Regions from separate parts of the Pan troglodytes genome. Here region 1 is linked to region 2. A link is a contact called in public HiChIP or PLAC-seq data. All regions are on one chromosome and are shown on one strand. Each heading gives the region's core, a stretch centred on a gene start, on an enhancer-like site or on the middle of the called end of the contact. The rest is flanking DNA. Distances are from core to core; before and after follow the strand shown. Region 1 holds the start of MAP4K1 (mitogen-activated protein kinase kinase kinase kinase 1). Region 2 holds the start of FAM98C (family with sequence similarity 98 member C).

Evidence for each region. HiChIP or PLAC-seq counts read pairs in DNA pulled down with a chosen protein or histone mark.
Region 1: a contact with region 2 is called in an H3K4me3 HiChIP or PLAC-seq map of stem cell-derived excitatory neurons, with 3 times the contacts expected there. The contact joins the promoter of MAP4K1 here to the promoter of FAM98C in region 2. A contact is called at or near these places in 1 of 7 Hi-C or Micro-C datasets (stem cell-derived neural progenitor cells) and 1 of 1 datasets of contacts at active chromatin or transcription factors (stem cell-derived excitatory neurons).

What each region holds. Positions count from the first base shown.
Region 1 is chr20:41,744,704-41,751,286 of NHGRI_mPanTro3-v2.0_pri, reverse strand. MAP4K1 (mitogen-activated protein kinase kinase kinase kinase 1) reads left to right here and starts at 4,021. Exons shown (of 31, transcript XM_003316316.7): 1 at 4,021-4,418; 2 at 4,590-4,647; 3 at 4,771-4,861; 4 at 5,968-6,032. The coding sequence starts at 4,320. EIF3K (eukaryotic translation initiation factor 3 subunit K) reads right to left here and starts at 3,167. Exons shown (of 8, transcript XM_512639.7): 1 at 2,871-3,167; 2 at 1,763-1,861. The coding sequence starts at 2,929.
Region 2 is chr20:41,526,841-41,533,830 of NHGRI_mPanTro3-v2.0_pri, reverse strand. It overlaps FAM98C (family with sequence similarity 98 member C), which reads right to left and starts at 4,287. Exons shown (of 7, transcript XM_024351305.3): 1 at 4,127-4,287; 2 at 3,860-4,008; 3 at 3,652-3,786; 4 at 2,237-2,442; 5 at 1,929-2,006; 6 at 1,715-1,827. The coding sequence starts at 4,191.

The DNA of each region.
Region 1 (6,583 bases), core at 2,772-5,271, 220 kb before region 2:
AAAGGATGCACTGAGTTGAGATCATGAGATCACGCCAAGGCACTCTAGCCTGGGCAAGAAGGTGAGACCCTGTCTCAAAAAAAAAAAAAAAGGAAAGAAAGAAAGCACCCAAGTAAAATTAGCTGGGCATGGTGGTACATGACTGTAGTCCCAGCTATCCAGGAGGCTGAGGCGGGAGAATCACTTGAGTCCAGAAGGCTAAGGCTGCAGTGAGCCATGACTGTGCCACTGTACTCCAGCCTGGGCAACAGAAGAAGATCCTGTCTCCAAAAAAAAAAAAAAAAAAAAAAAAAAAAAAAAAAGGCACGAAGAACCCACATGTCCATCAAGAGCCAGAAGAGATCATTAGGACAGTCACACAAGTGACACAGTGGAGAGCTATACATCCACGACAACAAACTGCAGTCATATCAAAAACAAAACAAAAAAACAAAAAACACTGGATAGATCTCACAAACCCAGTGCTGAGTAGCAAATGGCAAATGCAGAAGAGTTTGTGCTGTATGCACTCCATCTGTATCAAGTTCAAAGCAGGGAAACCTGAGCTGAGCTGAGCCAGATGTATGCATGCATAGTAAACCATCACATAAAGCCAGGCCATGAGAGCATGGGGGAGCAGGGGAATTGGTTGGCATAGAGCATAGGGGGCAAAGAGCCTGTGGTGCTAGCAATAACTTTGCAACATAAATGGTGATTATGTAGGCTTTCATTTATAATGATTTGTTAAACTACATGTTTGCTTAATGTATTAGCCTGTACATGTGTTCTGTAATTAACCTTTATTTTTGAGACAGGGTCTCACTCTGTCGCCCAAGCTGGAGTGCAGTGGTATGATCTTGGCTCACTGCAACCTCTGCCTCCCAGGCTCAAAAAATTCTCCTGCCTCAGCCTCCCAAGGAGCTGGGACTACAGCCATGCGCCACTGGGCCCAGCTAATTTTTGTAGAGACAGGGTTGTGCCATGTCACCCAAATTGGTAATTCTTTTTTTTTTTTTTTTTTAAAAAGAGGGGTCTCACTCTGTCCCCCAGGCTGGAGTGCAGTGGCACTATCATGGCTCACTGCACCTCAATCTTCCAGGCTTAAGCGATCCTTCCACCTCAGCCTCTCAAGTAGCTGGAACTACAGCCACATACCGCTACATTAATTTTTAAATTTTTTTATAGAGTCGGGTCTCGCTATGTTGCCATGGATGGTCTCGAACTCTTTGGCTCAAGTGAGTCTCTCGCCTCAGCCTCCCAAAGTGCTGGGATTACAGGCATGAGCCCCTGCGGCCACCCTAATTGATTTTTTATTATTATTTTTGAGACGGAGTTTCGCTCTTGTTGCCCAGGCTGGAGTGCAATGGCGCGATCTTGGTTCACCACAATCTCCGCCTCCTGGGTTCAAGCAATTCTCCTGCCTCAGCCTCCCGAGTAGCTGGGATTACAGGCATGTGGCACCACGCCCGGCTAATTTTGTATTTTTTAGTAAAGATGGGGTTTCTCCGTGTTGGCCAGGCTGGTCTCAAACTCTCTACCTCAGGTGATCCGCCTGCCTCATCCTCCCAAAGTGCTGGGATAACAGGCGTGAGTCACCGTGCCCGGCAATTGATTTTTCAAAAACCATCCCTCCTCCTGTCCCAACTTCCTTGGCTTCCTAGTCTTGCACACCAAGAGATGCTGCATTGTGCAGGATACTACCAGCCACCCCCTTGCCCTGTACTGGGAGTGGCACCCTGCTAGTTGCTGCAATGGGAGTGTAGACAGAGAGCTAGACACTTACAGCTTCAGGACAGCCAGGTTGGCTTCCAGATCATAGGCATTTTCCTTGGCCTGCGTCTCTACATAGCGCTCCAGGGTGGCCAGGTTCTCAGGATTGTACCTAAAGGAGAATCAAGATAGGTGAGCACAGAGGAGACAGAAGCTGAGGCCAGCCACCTTATGGAGCAAGGGGCCACTGTAACCTGCTCCTCCCGCCCTTCCCCTCTAAATCTGGCACTGGCCACTTGCTCTATCCAGGTAGTGAATTATGTCCAGTATAATCTCTAGTAAAACTTTTTCTTATCCCAGACCTCTCGCCTAAGCTCTAAACTCCACTGGAGCCCTGGCTCTTCCCTAGGATGCCTCCTCAACCTCTGAGCCAGTCAATCACTGCAGCTTGTACACCTGGCCTCCTGAATGTCTCTGCTACTCACCCCTTCCTCCCCTGCTCAGGCCTCCACCCTGATCCAGCCCCATCCTCTCCTGCCTACCTCGCTGCCTACTTCCTCCATGTCCACCTGAACACTCTGGCCTTTGCTTCCCCCATTTCAGTTCTAACCTCTCCCGGCTATCGCTGTCTGCTGTCAGATTTGTCTCCCTTATGGAAAGGGAACTCAGACCGTGAAGGCATGATCTGCCGCTGTCTGATTCGCCTGTGGTTCCCAGCATTGCCTAGCACTGACAGTTTATTTCAGTAAACGTGTGGAGAATGAATGACTTAAAGAGCAGAGAAGGGAGAGATTAAGAGGCACTCAAAGGAGGCGGAGCAGAGAAGGAAACCTTAAGGCAATTTACGAAGAGACTGAGTGGTATCAAGATTCTCTCGCTTCTAGGCCTTTGCAGTGCTTTTGTTTCTTTCTTTTAGAGACGGGGTTTGGCTGTTGCCCAGGCTGGTCTCTAACTCCTGGGCTCAGGCGACCCACCTACCTCGGCCTCCCAAAGTGCTAGGATCACAGGCGTGAGCCACTACCCCCAGCTCACTGCCGTTTCTTTAAGCATCTCCTCCTCCAGGAGGATAGAGAAACCCCACCCCGCGGCAAGCCCAGGACCCTGAACACCCCTTGCTGTCTCCGGAAAACCCTCTCCTCCGCCCCGCTTGGCCAGAGCGCTTCCTCCGACCGGGCTCAGACCTGTCGATACCCTTGAGCAACTTGCCCACGTTGGCTCTCATCTGCTCAAACATCGCCATGACTTCTGTCGCCTTCCACAACCAGGGATGGAGGCTAACACTGGCCCGGCACGGCGTCCTCGAGGACGGGAACAGGAAGAGGTGGTGGAAACGGAAACGACGTCGTTGTTGTCGCTCCAGCTCCTTGGGTGCGGTAAAGGGAAAGGCTCTAGCAGCAGCCGCCACGCTTTCCGGCTGCCACGTGACTTCTTCCTCGCAGGCGCAATTGGCGCGTGCGCATTCGCTCCACTCAAGCTGGACAGACAGCGTGAGAAAAAGCTTACTGTATCCCAGTGCGCAGGCGCCTCTCGTGGCGAGGGGGCGGGGCTAAGCTTTTCCCGGGCCTCACAGACCCAGTTCCAGTGCCGGTAGCGCGGGAGCGTGCGCGCGCGAACTCACCGGGAAGCACCCGGAGCTCTGGCGGCGTGCGCGCGCGTTGTATTGCGCGCGGCCATGAGGCCACGGATCTCTGCGGGAATGCACGCAGCAGCCTTACGTTTAGGCCATGGCCAAGTTCCGAGGGAGGTGTTCTGAGGTCCCTCTTGCCACAGGCCTGCGCGCCTGGTGCAGGATCCTGAGCTCTCCAGTTTCAAGTCTCAGCCCTTGGTCCCCAGCTCCAGGAGGAGGGTCCCACAAAGCTACTGTGCTCTGCCGGGCAGGGGCTGGGGTGAGGGCTCCTGGACTTCGCCGGATCGCGCCCCGTCTCCATTAGGTTCCGGTCTTGGAGCTGAGGGCGAGCGTCCCATTTGTATTGCCATGAATTATATATTATGTATAGGTTTTGTACACTGCAGGCCTACAAAATGCAGTTATGTGCCATGCATGTGGAGGTATATGCCCGGGGTACATCCACGTGTGTACTGTGCACACAGGTATCCAGGCAGATGCACGTCTACACGCCTGCGCAGTGCAGAGGAGGTAACCCAAGTGCATGTATGTGACAGGTGAACAGGCATGTACACTGCATAGCCATCCCTTTGCAGACCTGCCGCCTTCGGGTTGTGGCCAAACCTTCAAGCACCCAGCAGAGGTTTAGACACTACCTAGGAGACGGGGGCGGGGGTTCTAAGGCACCCCCCTCCAACCCAGTTACGATTAAGATCATTTGCATCACATTTACATCCAGCCCTGGGCCTTGGAGGTTGAGGGTGGTCCCTTGGGTCCCAAGAGAAGCTGCCCCTCAGAGGCTCTCAGAGCCCAGGGGACGGGGGGGGGGGGGGGGGGGGCGGGTGGAGCCCGTTGCACAGTCGTGCAGTGCAGCTGGGGCAGGAAGCGAGAGTGAGGAGGGGGGAGGCCACAGCCCGCGGAGGCAAGGCGGGTGCAGGGCTTCTGGGGACGGAGGGAGGTGCCAGAAGTTGAGCCCTGAGGCCCTGCTGGCCCCTGGGCGCAGGCCCAGCTCAGGCCCCCAGGGATGGACGTCGTGGACCCTGACATTTTCAATAGAGACCCCCGGGACCACTATGACCTGCTACAGCGACTGGGTGGCGGCACGTATGGGGAAGTCTTTAAGGTGAGGAAGCCCCTCTGTCCCCAACACCCTACAACCAGTGACCTTTAAGGCAAGCCCTCGGCAGGGAGGAGGCTGCAAGAGGGGGTCCCAGTTCTTGAGCTTGACTCAGGGATGCTGTGGAGGGACTCTGGCAAATGGAGCCTGCCTGACTGCCAACTTCCCCTTTGCAAGGCTCGAGACAAGGTGTCAGGGGACCTGGTGGCACTGAAGATGGTGAAGATGGAGCCTGGTGAGGAGGGAACATGGAGCTCCTTCCCCACATCCCCACCTTCGCCTCCTGGGACACTGGGATCACCTCCCCTGTAGCTCTCTCCCCATGCGAGCTGCCTTTTCTCTCCCGCCCTCCTCACAGATGATGATGTCTCCACCCTTCAGAAGGAAATCCTCATATTGAAAACTTGCCGGCACGCCAACATCGTGGCCTACCATGGGAGTTATCTCTGGTGATGAACCTCAGACCCACCCTGGCACCCAGCCCAGCCCCTAACCCAGAGCCCCCATTTCTTGACGGGGGTACCCTCAGTTCTTTTTTTTTTTCTTTTCTTTTCTTTTTTTTTTTTTTTTTGAGATGGAGTCTTGTTCTGTTGCCAGGCTGGAGTGCAGTGGCATGATCTCAGCTCACTGCAACCTCTGCCTCCTGGGTTCAAGCAATTCTCTGCCTCAGACTCCCGAGTAGCTGGGATTACAGGCGCTCACCACCCTGCCCGGCAAATTTTTGTATTTTTAGTAGAGATGGGGTTTCACCATCTTGGCCAGGCTGGTCTTGAACTCCTGACCTTGTGATCCACTGGCCTCGGCCTCCGAAAGTGCTGGGATTACAGGTGTGATCCACCGCGCCTGGTCTTGGCACCCTCAGTTCTAACCTTGAACTTCCATTTCTCACCATAACCCGACCTCCCATCCTGGACCCCCATTTTTGACTGGGCTAACCCTACCCTGATCCTCACTCCTAAGTCCCACTTTTTTGACCAGAGCAGCCTCTAATCTAATCTCCAATCTAAAATTCCCATTTCTGACCAAGAGTACCCCAAATTGATCTCTTCATAGTAACTGAATTTGAAATCAACTCCCTTGAAACGAAGCTCTCACCATTCTGCCCTTTGGCTCACCCAGTTTCACTCTCTGCTCCTTTAATATAAACTCCTAAATTCCCTGATCCCCAAATTAATATTCCAGATGCCCCAATAATGACCTCTGCTCCCCAGAACAGGTGCCCTGGGCCCCTCTGTCCCCTCCAAATCTCCACAACCCGTGAGATCTCTGCCCTGCCTCCTAGGTTGGCGTGGGACGGCAGTGGGGTCCCGCCCAAAGGCCTAGGTTTGAGTTGACTTGCCCCGGAACTCACATTTCCTCTCTGAGCCTTAACTTCCTTGTCTGTAAAATGGGAATGAAACAACCTCACTCTGGTAGACAAGGAGAGGTGGAGTGATGAGAGCTGTTACGTTAAAGTTCTTATTGAACTAGAACAAGACAGAAGCAAACCAGGGGCTTTCCTGCAAATAATAATGTATTTACTGCTATTATTATTCTTACTCTTGAACCACTGCAGGTTGCAGAAACTCTGGATCTGCATGGAATTCTGTGGGGCTGGTTCTCTCCAGGACATCTACCAAGGTTAGAGAAAGGACAAGGGGACCCAAGCACCCCTCCTATCCCCACCCCCCAACCCCGACCCAAATTCACCTCTTCCGTCTCTGTGTGTGTATCTCACAGGAACTGTCTTTCTGGGCCATATTTCAAACTCCTGGGCTGAGCTGATCCTCTTGCCTTCAGCTGCCGAAGTGCTGAAACTACGGGCTTGAGCCACTGTGCCTGGCTTTTTTTTTTTTTTTTTTTAATATAACTGCTGGGCCTGGTGTGGTGGCTCACGCCTGTAATCCCAGCACTTTGGGAAGCCGAGGTGGGTGGATCACCTGAGGTCAGGAGTTCAAGACCAGCTTGGCCAACATGGTGAAACCCTGCCTCTACTAAAAATACAAAAAATTAGCCAGCCGTGGTGGCAGACGCCTGTAATCCCAGCTACTCGGGAGGCTGAGGCAGGAGAATCGTTTGAATCTGGGAGGCGGAAAACCTCTGATTCCTTCCAGCCCTAGACCTCAAATGTTAGAAAAGGAAGGACTTCATTGAGAAGTCCTCAGGAGGGAAACTGAGGCCCAAAGAGAGGA
Region 2 (6,990 bases), core at 3,038-5,537:
GTGATAGGGAAGGATTTTAAGCCCAAGCTGGAGAAGTAGACAGGGGCTCAGTAAATAGCTAGACTTTGTTTTCAGATCATTAGGGAGCCACGGAAGCATTCTGAGCTGGGGAGTCCACAGTCAGTTTTTGTGTGAGCGAGGTCCTTCTAGCTGCCATGTCTAGTGGGTGGATTAGAGGTGGTAAGTCTGAAACTTGGACTGGAGCAGAGGCTGAAAGGCCAATCTGAAGGCCAAGGATGCCACGGCCCTTCCCTACCCCAGATGCCCACCTTGTTGATGGCACAGCAGGTCCCTCTGCGGACAGCCACGCTGGTGGCTGGGACGAGACAAGACAGGTCGGCTCGGGCAGCCAGAACGTGTGCAATGGAGATATCCGATTCTGGGGTCAGAACCTCTCGAATTGGGATCAGCACTGCCCTCATGGCCTCTCCTTGGGCCTGGAGTGGGGAGGAGGTAAGAGAAGGTACCCTGGAGCCCTTCCCCAAGTGGGACCTGTCATCTTGGAAGCATCACTTTACCATTCAAGACCTCACTGCCCACAGCTCAAATAAATATTTATTTTTTGAGACAGGGTCTCGCTGTCACCCAGCCTGGAGTGCAGTGGCGTGATGGTGGCTCACTGCAGCCTCAATCTCCTGGGCTCAAGTGATCCTCCTACCTTAGCCTCCTGAGTAACTGAGATGACAAGCATGCGCCACCATGCCCAGCTAATTTTTTTTTTTTAATTTTTAGTAGAGATGGGGGTCTTGCTATGTTGCCCAAGGTGGTCTCAAACTTCTGAGCTCAAGTGATCCTCTTGCCTTGGCCTCCCAAAGTGCTGGGATAACAGGCATGAGCCACTGTGCCTTACTCTGCTCGTATCTCTTAAAGATGGGGTACACTTGGCCAGGCGTGGTGGCTCATGCCTGCAATCCCAGAACCTTGGAAGGCCAAGGCAGGCAGATCACCTGAGGTTGGGAGTTTGAGACCAGCCTAACCAACATGGAGAAACCCTGTCTGTACTAAAAAATACAAAATTAGCCCGGCGTGGTGGTGCCTGCCTGAAATCCCAGCTACTCGGGAGGCTGAGGCAAGAAAATCACTTGAACCCAGGAGGCGGAGGTTGCGGTGAGCCAAGATCGCACCATTGCACTCCAGCCTGGCCAAGAAAAGCAAAACTCTGTCTCAAAAAAAAAAAAAAAAAAAAAATTAAAAAAAAAGGCTGGGTGCAGTGGCTCATGCCTGTAATCCTAGCACTTTGGGAGGCCGAGACAGGCAGATCACAAGGTCAGGAGATCGAGACCATCCTAGCCAACATGGTGAAACCCTGTCTCTACTAAAAATACAAAAATTAGCTGGGCATGGTGGCATGTGCCTGTAATCCCAGCTACTCAGGAGGCTGAGGCAGGAGAATCACTTGAACCCGGGAGTCGGAGGTTGCAGTGAGCTGAGATCGCACCACCACACTCCAGCCTGGCAACAGAGCGAGACCCCATCTCAAAAAAAAAAAATGATGGGGTATGCCTCTGAATATACTCCCAGCTCAGAGCTGGGAATTCAACAATACCCTGGGACCCTGAGATTCTAGGAGCCCCAAACCTCAAAAAATTATAAAATGTCCACGGCCTGAGAACCTGCAAGAGGGTGATACTCCTGGCCCTCATTCCTCCTCCCTGCAACTGCAGCCCCCACAACTGGGCCTCTCCAATTCTGCACGGTCCCCTGCCCACCACACCTCTGCCCGGTCACTCCAGTGGAAAGCAGATGTAGTGAGGTCAAGGCGCTTGAGGAGGAGGCAGCGGCGGCAGCGGTACTGATCTCTGAGGCTTTGGGACAGAGACTCCAACGCTTCCTGGGAGAAAAGGTCTCAAGATCAGGCTAGGGGTCCCTCTCACTGCCACCTCTGATGAGGACACAGTTCACATTCAGTCAGTCACACACAGTCTTACCCATCTGGGTGCATCTAGCGAGCAGCTGAGGAGGGGCTGCAGGGACCCTGGGGGCAGAGAAGGCTGCAGCTCTGAGATCTGATGGGAGAAGAAGTCAGAGGCCAACTGGGGCAGAGAGGATGGGCCCCTCTGTAAACCCAGCTCCCCACACCCCTGAGGACCTAGGCCACAGATGTGAGAATGCCAGTCACAGCTCCAGAAAAAACAGGCCAGTGGTTGGAATACTCCTTCCAGAAGTGGAGAGAGGACCCCCACCCCCACAAGGAAAGTGGGGTAGCCCAGGTCGGGAGGGGACTCTGACTCTCTACCTTAGCATGCAACTCCTGCAGCAGCTGGCTGGCGGGGGTCCCTGGTGCAGGTCTGGGCAGCCCCAGGGCTTGGAGGGTAAGGTCCAGTTCTTGGACCATGCCGGCCCCCTCCACCACCCCTTCACCAAGGGGTGGCCTAGGACTCGGATCCAGCAGAGAGCGCAGGCACAGGAGGCGGGTGGCTTGGAGCTCTGAGCAGAGAAAGCCTGAAAGTAATAAATGGGTGCTGTGCACTCAGGGAGGCTGCTACCCACTCATCCATCTTGGTCAAAAAGCTCCACTGATGGCCGGGTGCGGTGGCTCACAACTGTAATCCCAGCACTTTGGGAGGCAGGGCGGATCACGAGGTCAGGAGATGGAGACCAGCCTGGCCAACATGGTGAAACTGTGTCTCTACTAAAAATACAAAAATTAGCAGGACATAGTGGTGAGTGCTTGTAATCCCAGCTACTCGGGAGGCTGAAGCAGGAAAATCGCTTGAACCAGGAAGTTGGAGGTTGCAGTGAGCTGAGATCATGTCACTGTACTCCAGCCTGGCAACAGGGCGAGACTCCATTTCAAAAAAAAAAAAAAGGCTCCACCGGCTTTAAAACCTCCACCTTTGCCCAGGCACAGTGGCTCATGCCTGTAGCCTGTGATCCCAACACCTTGGGAGGCTGAGGTGGGAGGATCGCTTGAAGCCAGGAGTTGAAGACCAGACAGGGCAACATAGGGAGACCCCACCTCCACTTAAAAACAAAACAAAAAAAATCCTCCACCTTCTAGTCCCGCCCACCTAAAGCCTTCCAGAGTAAGCCCCACCTTGAGACCCTGTCCCCTCCTACGAATTCCACTCCTGCCCACTTTGAAACCTCAAGCCTTCCTCCTAATCCAACCCACTTGAGCTCCTAGGCCCTCCAATTAAAATTCTAACCCCGGGCCGGGCATGGTGGGCTCACGCCTGTAATCCCAACACTTTGGGAGGCCGAGGTGGACAGATCACCTGGGGTCAGGAGTTCGAGACCTGCCTGGCTAACATGGTGAAACCCCGTTTCTACTAAAAATAGCCGGGTGTGGTGTCGCGCGCCTGTAATCCCAGCTACTCGGGAGGCTGAGGCAAGAGAATCACTTGAACCTGGGAGGTGGAGGTTGCAGTGAGCCGAGATCACGCCACTGCACTCCAGCTTGGGTAACAAGAGTGAAACTCCATCTCAAAAATAATAATAATAAAATAAATAAAAAATGAAATGAAATTCTACCCCCGCCCATTTCAGAGCGCTCTGCTCGCCCCAACATGCTCACCCCACCCACCTCGTACCCTCTGGGCCGCCCCAAAGTTCTGACCACACCCCTTGGGAACCTCGATTTCCCCTAAAAAGTCAGAGCCCGCCGCTCCCGAGGCCATGGCCTTGCCACTTCCGCATCCCGGGACTCACGCAGCAGGCGCAGTCCGGCACCGGGTTCCCGAAGCGCTGCCGCGCCATCCCCGCCGCAGAGCGCGCGATCCGGGCAGTGCAGCTCCCGCAGCAGGCTGCCGAGCTGCCGCAGAAAGTCCTCCTCCGCGCCAGGGCCTGCGAGGACAGGGGTGTCAGGGCTCGGTGGCCCCGTGGCGGCCCCCCTGCCACCCTCCCGCTCCGTGTTTACCGTCGCCGGCGCTCAGCACCTCCGCGCCCGCCTCTCGCTGCTGCTCGAGGGCGCCCAGCGTCCCCAGCTCCGCCGCCAGCCGCACGCACAGCCCCCTGAAGTCTGGGCATGAGGCGCCCCGCGACGCCGCCCCCGGGACACCTCCATACCTGTGGGGACCGAGGCAGCGGGAGGGGGCGGGGATGCACTGAGAATCCCTTTCCGTCCGCGTCCAAGGGGCAGACCTGGCCTTCCTGCACCCACCAGCCTCACCGCACACCCTTTTACCCCAGAGCCAGCAGGTCCTGGGCCACCGCGGCCCCCTCCCACGCTTCCGCCTTCACCGCCTCCATGAAAGTGTCGTCTCGGGGCGCCCCCTGGCGGCCGGTGGCAGGCTCCGCCCCAAAAGCGCCGCGCGCACGAGCTCCCCGCAGCGTCCGGCGGCACTGACCAATCGGCATCTTCCCGCGCAGGGGCTTGGGTGCTCCCATTGGCGCAGGAGAACGCCGAACCCGCCCCGGGGCCCGCCCGCCCCGCCCCTCGGCTAACCTGTCGGGGTTGTAGGAACGCCCCCTGGAGCTGTAAATTGCAGTGCGTTCGGGATCTCCGCTGTCAAGACAAGCTGGCGGCGGGTGTCACTGTTGCGGCGACATAAAAACAACTTCGGTGCCATTTTCCTTTTCCTCCCTCAGTTGTCCTCTGCTGGTGTTTTGTTGGTTTGTTTTTGAGGCAGATTTCGCTCTATCGTTCAGGCTGGACTGCAGTGGCGCCATCGCGGCTCACTGCAGTCTCGACCTTCTGGGCTCAAGAGATCCTCCCGCCTCAGCCTCCCAGCTAAATTTTTAAAAATCAGTCAGGCTTGGTGGCTTACACCTAGTAGCTGGGACCACAGGCGCAGACCACCGCGCCTGGCTGATTTGTTTTTAATTTTTTTGTAGAGACAAAGTTTCCTCATGTTGCCCAGCCTGGTTTCCAACTGCTGGGTTCAAGCGATCCGCCTGCCTCGGCCTCCCAAAGTGCTGGAATTACAGGCGTGAGCCACTGCAACCGGCCAATTTTTTTTTTTTTTTTAAGTTTTGTAGAGGCCGGGCACGGTGGCTCACGCATGTAATCCCAGCACTTTGGGAGGCTGAGGTGGGTGGATCACTTGAGGTCAGGAGTTCGAGACCAGCCTGGGCACATGGTGAAACCTCATCTCTAATAAAAATACAAAAATTAGCCGGGCGTGGTGGCACACGCCTGTAGTCGCCACTATTTGGGAGGCTGAGGCAGGAGAATTGCTTGAGCCCGGGAGACACAGACTGCAGTGAGCCAAGATCGCGCCACTGCACTCCAGCCTGGGGACAGAGCAAGACTCCGTGTCAAAAAAGAAATAAAGTTTTGTAGAGAGGGGTCTAGCTATGTCGCCCAGGTTTGCCTCTAACTCCAGGGTTCAAGGAATCCTTCCCTCTCAGCCTTCCAAAGCTTGGGATTACAGGCTTGAGCCAGTGTTCCTGGCCCTGTCCTCTGCTCTTAAAGCAGCCCAGATGGAGTGGTGTTCACCCAACTCTGCCTAAAATCCAAAACTTCCTCCCTCCTTTCCACCTCAGGGTTTGAATTACATAAGGGACCCAGGAATCCCAGCACACCCCTCACACACCAGGCCCTCCTCATCGATCACGATGTGCCTGTTAGGCCTTCACTCCTCTCCCTCTTAGGCCTTGGAGTGAGCAGGTGCAATGCACCATAGTGGTTAAGAGATTACACCCTAGGAATCAGGCAGACAAGGGTTAGGGCTTGATTCTGTTACTCACCAGCTCCATGTTCCTGCCAAATTGCTTCCCATCTGTATAATGGGGATAATAGTACCTACCTCTTAGAGTTGTTGCTGAGGATTAATTAGAGTTTCATATGTAAAAAGTGCTTAGCAGATATATAGGGAGTATTTAATAAGGAATAACTAATACATATATAGCATTTAATGTGTACTATTGGGCGAAGTATCTTATCTCTTTTACAGAGGAGAAAACTAAGGTTGAGAGAAGATAAGTCACAGAGTGAATTCATGGTGATGCCAAGGCTTGAAGATGAAATTCCAGACTCTATACTCTTAAACCACGGAACCTATTTCTACTGTTACTACTGCTGTTGTTTTGTTGCTGTTGCTAAGTAAACATTGTGTCAGATCTAATCTCTTCCTTACTGTATCCTGGTATCCAGTAGTTCATAGACAATTCTGCTGGAAGTTGGGGGTGGACCAGGAGCCTGGAGGGAAGAACAGGGGTAGAACTTGTTCCTTAAGGGCAGATACGAGTAACCCCATAACCCTGTTTACCCCAAGGCAGGACACTTGGGGGGCTATTTTTTGACATAAATCAAATGTTAAAAATTGCCCAGAGGTGGGCCACAGTGGCTCACACCTGTAATCCCCGCCTTTCAGGAGGCTGAGGTGGGAGGATCGCTTGAGCCCAGGAGTTTAAGACCAGACCAGGCACCATAGTGAGAATATGTCTCTACAAAAACATTTTTAAAATTAGCCAGGCTTGGTGGTGTGCACCTGTAATCCCAGCTACTCGGGAGGCTGAGGTTGGGGGATCACTTGAGCTCATGAGTTTGAGGCTGCAATGAGCAGTGATCATGCCACTGCACTCCAGCCTGGGTGATGAACTCAATTTAAAACAAAAAAAAATTGCTCCAGCCAAAAACCTGGACTTACAATCTTGACTCCTCTCTTTATCTCAAATCCCATACATAAATCTGTGGGTTCTATTTACAAAGTAGGCCCAACACCTGCCCACTTCTCCACCCTTCAGGGCCCTTACCCTGGGCCTGTCCGCTGCTGTCTTGTCCTGAACCATCACAGCAGCCTCCTCTCTGTGAAGCTGTCCCCCACCCCACTCCTACTCTGCTGACCACATGCAGCAGAGGGAGCCTGTGAACTGAGTCAGGTCACATGCCTCCCATGTTTGAAATTTCCTGTGGCTCCGTCTCACTCAGGGTAAAAACCTAAGTCCATTCAATGCCCTTCAAGGCCTGACAGATCTGCCCCATCGCCTCTCTGCCCTCATCTCCTAGCGCTCTCTTCTCTGCTTCCTCCCCTCTCAACACTCTAGCTCCCTGAAGCTCCTCAGACTTACCGGACACACTCCTGTCTCAGGGCCTTGCACTGGCTG